Regions from separate parts of the Macaca mulatta genome. Here region 1 is linked to region 2. A link is a contact called in public Hi-C data. All regions are on one chromosome and are shown on one strand. The core of a region is the stretch at or near the end of the contact, and the rest is flanking DNA. Distances in the headings are between cores, read along the strand shown.

Region 1 (3,627 bases), core at 298-2,797, 290 kb after region 2:
CTGTGTTTAGACAGTTGTCTCCAGTTGATACCGTGGAGGGAGATCCAAGGTTGGGAGATCCTGGAGGAAGGACTGGGAGCAGCAGAGAGGAGCTGAGAGCCTAATCTGGGGCTATGGTGGCATAGATGGGAAGGGGAGAGATTTAGAGGACTCATCAGAGTTAACATTGTCAGGCCTTGTTGAGGGAGAGGGAGGGTCCAGAGTTTTCCATTTGGATGTCTGAGTAGCTGGTGATATCGTTGACTGAGAGAGAGGAGACAGGGTAGGAACCTTCAGGAAAAGAGGGGCTTGTCATGGAAAGCAAGGGAGCATAGATAATGAGATCAGTCTTGGACATGTGTGATTTGAGACAACCATAGAATGTTGGGAATATATGTGGGCAGTTCTGGAAGATGGCTGTAGCTGAGGTCACAGGTTTTTGTGATAAATGAAGCCAATGAAAAGTAAAGTCACTCAAGGAGAGCAGACAGAGTTGGAAGAAAAAAATAGAAGCCCCAAAACTGGAGGAATACCATTTGAGGGTGAGAAAGAGGAGCCGGAGGGAGGAGACAGAGGTGTGCTCTGAGAGGCGGGAGGAGAAGAGAGGAGGACTTCTGGCTACTATGGGTTAGCATGGGCCCTACCTAGGATAGGGCAGAGGTTAGTGGGAACAGGAGCTGTTATCTCGGGCGACCAACTCCACTCAGTTCTTACCATGTTAATGTTAATGGCAAACTCTTGGCAATTCTGGGCAAGTGAGAAGAGCAGAAACACCTCTGTGCAGTTTATCAGGACTTTCTCCTTCTAGCACACCCTGAGGGTGAGGCCAGAATTAGTCATGTGCTGAATGGTCTGCCTATTTCATGATGGCCTCAGCTTGGAAACATTTGTTTTTGTGCAGCTCCAACTCAAGCACCAGCAAATCCAGCCTCTCCTCACCTCCTATTACAAATGGCTGTCCTGGACTAGATCGGTGCTTAACCAACAGCTCACACTTTGGGATCTGGGTTCAGGTTCCGGCAGGATTAGTGCAGGTGGCTTCTGGCTCTAAATCTCTCAGGGGAGACGTCTTCTTCTTGGGGCTGGTTCACATGTGAGTGCTGATCATGACCTTATGTCGGGATTAACCCCCTTTCTCAGCATCTCCTGCTACATTCCATCTGTTTCTAAAGACGCCTCATTCTGCCTTCCTTCCGGCCACCCACTGTTATCTTCCACTTCCTGTCGGCTCATACAGGCCAGTGACTTTACTCAAGTCACTGAACATTTTGGGGAAAGGAATTGAAAACATAAAGAGAAGCCCAGTCCACAAAACAGCTCAAAATGAAGATGCTCTGGCTGAAGGAAGGAGTGTTGGGGTCCAGGAGCCCCGCTCACTCCTCAGCACCTGGGAGCATCACAGAATCCATGGTGAACCTCTGGGGCAGGAGACACAGCACTGGCCTTAGAGTCCACAAGCCCGGGTTCCCTGGCCCTGTCTCTTTCCCTCTGTCTGTTGTCTGTAGCTCCCTCCTAGCTCTGAAACTCCGAGTGCAAGCGAGCAGGTCATGAGTCACCAAGCCTCTTTTCCTGGGCGTTTTTCCTTCTGGGGAGAGAACAGCCAGGCTCGGACAAAAAGTGTTGGGACACCCTGAAGCAGAACACGCTCCCTGTCATTCCTGGCCTTAGTCTCCTCCAGAACGAAAGCACCCAGACCTGCAGGCCTTTTTTAGGAATGAAGTCACTGATCTGTGTAGGTTGACAGAGCGTCCTTGGAAAAGGCTGCTTGGGAAGGAAACTCACAAGGCATGGGTGTCCCCACTGGAAGAATCCAGAGCAAAACCCTGCTGGAAATCCCCCACCCCACATACACACAAGGAAACTCCATGGAAGGCATCCTGGCTTGGAGGCCTCAGTGGGTTCCTCCTGGAGAGTTTAAGGGGAGGGAGGCAGAGGAGGAAGGAGAGAAACCTAAAGTCAGCAGCATATTCTCATGTTCTCTCTCTGTTAATTGCCTCCTCTCTCTCTTTTTCTAAGAAGGCTGAGATACCGAGGCTTCCTCACCCACCACCCCTTCCTCTACCTCCCCTTAGTGCTGGGTGAGTTCATCCATCAGGACCCCTGCCTGGGACTGTCTTCACTCTCCAGCTGTGGCTCACTCGCCCCCAGGGCCCAGCCCAGCCCAGCCCAGCACCACCCAGCCCAGCCGGCTGCATGCTTCTACCCAGGCTCCCACTCAGGCTCGTGCGTCACCGCTATTCATCTTGTTTAGTGCTTGGCTTGGCTGCAGATGCTGTAAATATGGTAATTTTAGACTCCCTGATTGGAAAGGATTGCAGAGCGGGTTGTGGGGGAGGAGGGCAGTTTGATTTACTCTGCAGGAGCTGGATCCGAGATGGCTCTCCACCCTCTGTGCATGCCTCTTCTCCAAGCTGTACCCCATCAGGCCCCACTCTTAGTGTTGAGTCCTGACTTCTGGGGTCTTGGGAGAAATGAGAGGGACAGAGTAGATGTCTCTGGGTTCTGGGCCTGGAGAATTGCTGGTTAGCACAGAGCATCACATGCAAGGAGGCCGGAAGTGTAGTCTGTGATGCTCAGGGTGGGGGTCCTGACGCGGCTAAGACAATGCCCAAGGCTGATGACCCAGGATTATCCCCCCGACCCAGGGCACACTGGCGATGAAGTGGGGGCTGCCCAAGGCCTCTGACCCGTTCTGAGTGCTCTCCCTTTTCTGTTCTCCTTTCTTTCCTGACCTCCCTCCATGGGGTGCCATCAGTCCCCAGGGCCTTCTGCCAGGCACTCACAGGGTTGTCAGCAAATCCCTCCTCCCACCCCTTTGTTGCATAAAGACCTAATTTGCATTTTATTATAGGACCCCTGAGTGGGTAGGGGTGTATTCAGATCCCCAGGGAGTGACTGTGAGGCTGGCATTTCAGGCCCTGGGAGTCAGAGTGGGAGCTGAGGGTTTTGAGCCCCAGGAGTAGGTCAGGTTCTTCAAAAGCCACCAGATAGTCTCCCAGCTGTCTGTGTCATCTCCTCGGGACAACCCTAATTCCAAGGCTGGTGACTGAGTCAGACTTGGAACATCCCCGTTTTTGAGCCACAGTCTGTAGTCACAGAATGTTCCAGGGGGAGGGATCGGAGGGGGGAGAAAAGGAGGGCACAACTCACATTTCTTTGAGCCCCAAACTTCATTTGACCAATGGGGAGTGGCTTGCACCAAATCATCGGTCCAGCTAACCACAAGAATGTTAGCTCTTATCTGGTGCTTCATCCATGCCCTGGACACATTTTTATAGAAAGATCTAGAAGAAAGGGGGAAAAAAGTGTGATAGGTATTTCTTTCTACTAAGTCCTGCAAGAATTTACAGCGGAATCCTGCCACTCTCCCTGCTGACTGATGGTGAGCTTATGTTTGGTGACAGGAAACTTGCCATCTACAAGGCAGCCTCTTAAAACTTCGATCAGCTCTGACCGTTGTCTAATAATTCTTCGTTGCTGCTAGTTTTCCCCCACATCTGTTTTAGTGGTGGGGGGGGAATTGGGGGACTCAGAAGGAGGGTGTAGGTTGTCCTACTACAGAAAAAGAACTAGCAGGACTCCTCTGAGGGAGCAACATGGAGAGACTTTCTCACCGCTCTGCAGGCAGGCTCCACCCCCTTTCACTCA
Region 2 (4,049 bases), core at 974-3,473:
TACATTTTGAGGGAGAAAAAAGAATTCAGCATCATTCCATGTAGCCTCCTGGCTCTGTTTGGCCAGCGGAGAAAGATTGATGAGAACCATGATTAGATCTGTCTCTGTGGCCTTCAGCAGATTATTGGAAAGACTTGAAAAAAAAATCTTTTAGACAAAAGAGGGTAGAAGTTCCAGTAGACAGGAGAAAGAAAAGGACTAAATCTTCCAGGCCAAAATATGCCAGGGTTTCTACAAACCAGGGAGATGGAGCAAAGCTGAGCACTTTTATGAGAAGAGGCACTGGCATCAACCTAAAGGAGAGAGAATCTGGGACATTTAAGAAAAGGGGGCTTCCATATGGGAAGAAGGGCTTGTGAACCCAGTGTGGTTGTGAATTCTGTAACAGAAGTCACCAGCTGGGCTTTTTCTAGGCATGAGTTATCTTCTTTACTGGCAATCGTGTTCCAAGTTTAATCTCTCCACAGTGTGACTTTGGTCTCACATTCACATCATGAAAACTCCAGGCTGTTTTTTGCTGTACTCCCGAGCAATGTTGACATTTCTAAGGAGAGAGGAAATCTGGATAAATAGAGTTCTTTTCTTGGCATTGTTAAAAATATTACTAAAAAGAGCAAAGGGTGTTTTCAGAGCTAAGTGGAAGTAGTCTTTCTTTGCAATTTTGAAAGGCCAGGTAGGTGGCTGGGTAAGCACTTTCTTGCAGACTGTTTGTTTTAGCCCGCAGTGGTTTCTGAGCAGCTCTAAGTTCTGATAAAGGACACAAACACACCCATGCTACAGTGGCCATCTCACCTAATGCTGTCTTTTCTATCCTGTGACTGAAAATTTATATAACTTGTAGGACATTTCTGAAAATTACATTATAGCTAGTCTATCACTGATTTTGAATTTTCTTTAAATTTTGCTATCAAAAGCAGAACAACAACTTGTCATCATAGAACTGGAAGGCATGGTTATTTTGTTTACCCCTGACTTATTGCCCATTCGGAAACTGAAATTGCTTAAAGTTACATTGCTAGTTAGTGCAGGAATGGAAATGAAAAACTATTTCCTGATGCCTGGTTTATCACAATGGAAGGCTCTGCCCACAAGAAGGAAAGTTCAGTTCAGATTCCCTGTAATTTTAAGAACTTTCGTGAATATACTAATTTTAGTAGAAACAGCTAATCAAGATGGCTTACCATTCTCAATGGGACACAATTTTAAGGAGAAACACTTGGAATAATCTAATTTTAAACTGTAATGCTATTTCTTGATTTGTCTATTTGGGGGATTTTTTTTTTACATGTTGCATGACATACTTGCACATTTGCCTTTTTAATACTTTTTTTAGCCCTGAAAGCACTTATTTAAGAATGATCACTAGCACTCCAGGACAAGTTAAATACAGAAAGCCACATACATATAAATGGCAGCCATAACTGCAAAAAGAGAATAATATAGTAAGGGAAATGGTCTTCAGGGTGCTGCAGAGTGCTTTATAGTTACCAAATGCCTTCATGTATGTTTCTAATTGATCCCCAGGACAGTGTTGTAAAAGGAGGAAGAATGGGTGTAAGTGTACAGCTGTTTTCCAGAACACCAAATCGAAGCTCAGAGATACTGCACAACTCACCAGCACAGCGAGGAAGCTACTGAACTGGGACTCACACTCAGACTTTCACTCCAAGTCCATAGCTCATTTTATTACTTCACGATGCGTTAGTTGCAGAAGTAATAATACTTTAAAAAGCAATCCACATTTTTTTCTGTTTACTTTCTCCTCTCTTCTTCACAGCAGAAACTGTAGCTTTCCATGTCCAATTCCAGTTTTTATTATTGTATTCATGGTATTTACCTTACCTGCAGGGAATAGACCTTTTAAATATCATTAAAATGGGGTTTTTGAGGTTATGTTCTTTTCTCCTTCACATCTGAAACTTCAGACCTCATGCTCTTTGGCCTTCTATTCAATTCAAATGAGAAGGGCTGTTGTAATTGTTGGCAATGCCTCCCCAGGCCGCCACTGTAAGCGAAGGATCTTCATGTTTGGAAAGAAAAAAAAAAATGCAATTTAGTGAAAATTTTACTTTTACTCTTCTAACACAGCCTGTATTTTTTTCTAAATTTATTTGTTTGTTTTTACATGTAACACTAGGTGGCAGAATAACTACACCACAAAGCACAACATCCTTTGTTTCTCACCTCTCTGGGGAGTGGGGATCTGAATAGTGAGGCATAAAACCATCTGTGGCTACATGAGATTGGACCAACCAACCTGGCCAATATTTTCTTGACAGGGAACTGGCTGCAGTGATTCTAAAACATATGCTTCCAAGATACTGTCTTTAAGATTTCCATCTTTCTTTTTTCCCCAGCTCCCCTGGATTTCAATTTCTCTGCCTCATTGCACTCTGCTAGCAGAGGGTGGACACAGCCTGCAGGCAGCTGCTTTGAAATGGCAGATTGGGATGGATGCGCCCATTGGTGCTGGCACCCTTGCCTTTGTGTGCCAGTGGGTCATGAAGGGTCTGGGGGTAAGGCATCTGAGTCCTTGCCCGAATGGCACCAGGCCCTCTGGCAGAGGGGCAGCAGTGGCTGGGCTGAGTCAGCTGGAAGATGCTGCCCTCACTAACTCAGGTTTACAGAACAGGTGTTTTTAAAGAGCAGTCTGATCCTCATTCAGCTCTGTCACACTGGCTTGGAAATACTGCCATGCAGTCGGTGGGGCATCGCCTCTCAGTTTCTCCCTAACAATTTGCTGGTGTCTGCTACCCTGGATGCCTCACATGCCACAGGACACACTAAGCTAAATAAAGCAGAGTAAGTTCTGTCTTCCATGTTGTGAAGAGTATGAACTTGGGCTATGGAAATACTACTTTGGATTTTTGCTGAAAAAGAAAAGAATAGCATTAAAACAAAACAATACTTACCAACTAGTAGTAATACTCTAAGTATACCCTACATTAAGAAACTCCAGTAAAAGCAAGTCTGAATGTATAAAATTGATCAAACAAAAAGATTTTATTTTAATTACAAAAGCATTCTTTATAACTGGAACCACAATCAGATTTCATTAAATAGTGAGCTTCTGATGTGAATTGTAAATGTTTTCATCTACAACAAAAAGTACTTAAATCTTGACTTTTCAGGAACCCACTTGTTATATAAAACAAAAACCAACTGGACTATAGTTTTACACACATACTTACATCACACCCTCACCGCTTTCCAACTGGAAATCCTAGAGTATTTTTTAGTGTTTAGCTGGAGGTCCAGGTAGTGTCCTAATTTTGCACACACAGCCCTGGTGACATGAAAGGGCATTGTTGAAATGACCAAGGTGAGTCACGGTAATCAGGGCAATCCTGTAGGTTAGGGATATGGGGGTCTTGTTTATTTATTTGCCTACTAGAGCTGCATTCTTTCATAAACTACATGACTTTTGAAAATACCTCAAACAACATATATAAATCAGACCAAGGATATTAATCGCAGGCCACCGCCATAGTGAGGCTTTGAAGCCAAGAGAAGGTGGTGAGACCTTCTTGTTTGTTAAGGAAGAAATGTCATAAAAATTCCAAAGCAGGACTCAAATTTCCAGGGGAGAGGGCCTCTTTATTGTTTCCTCTAATAGCTGCTTTGGCGCTTTAGTGAATAAATGTGTTGCACAAAGTAACCCTAGATGCATCTGAACTTTAGTCTGGCTTGGCTCTCACTTTTGTGTTTAGCATCCATTCTGAATTATTTATTTATGATATTTTTGCTGTTGTTTGTCACTCCTTCTTCCTGTCTCCCTACCAGCCCCCCTCATTTGTCCTGTCTTTATTTTCACACTTCTCTAATTAATTGATATCTTCTGCTCTTAGCACTGAAGCAAATGTGACTGCATTTTTATGTGGATCTTCACTATGCAGACTATGCTTTTAAGTTTCTGGAATAGAATGATGGTAAAAATGAGTCACAGCTTGTTTCTATATTTGTTTCTGAGTCAAGAAGCTTAGTTTTCTTACTATAATGCCTGTGATATCAAGCTATACAGTTTACTTTTAAGGGAAACAACCACAATT

The links. A called contact is a pair of places that touch in the nucleus more often than the background predicts.
Region 1: a contact with region 2 is called in a Hi-C map of fetal cortex germinal zone, with 3 times the contacts expected there. The contact joins two enhancer-like sites. A contact is called at or near these places in 2 of 14 Hi-C or Micro-C datasets (CD4 T cells and fetal cortex germinal zone).

What each region holds. Positions count from the first base shown.
Region 1 is chr7:141,706,789-141,710,415 of T2T-MMU8v2.0, forward strand. The region is part of intron 11 of RAD51B (RAD51 paralog B); the gene reads left to right. Among named protein-coding and RNA genes, the nearest start is that of ZFP36L1, 250 kb to the right of the region's middle. Within about 2 kb of position 1,548, at least 19 of the 40 cell types and tissues checked have an H3K27ac peak or open chromatin away from gene starts, as enhancers often do. A contact at or near this core is called in fetal cortex germinal zone, where this site is marked.
Region 2 is chr7:141,413,233-141,417,281 of T2T-MMU8v2.0, forward strand. The region is part of intron 8 of RAD51B (RAD51 paralog B); the gene reads left to right. Among named protein-coding and RNA genes, the nearest start is that of RAD51B, 420 kb to the left of the region's middle. Within about 2 kb of position 2,224, at least 10 of the 40 cell types and tissues checked have an H3K27ac peak or open chromatin away from gene starts, as enhancers often do. A contact at or near this core is called in fetal cortex germinal zone, where this site is marked.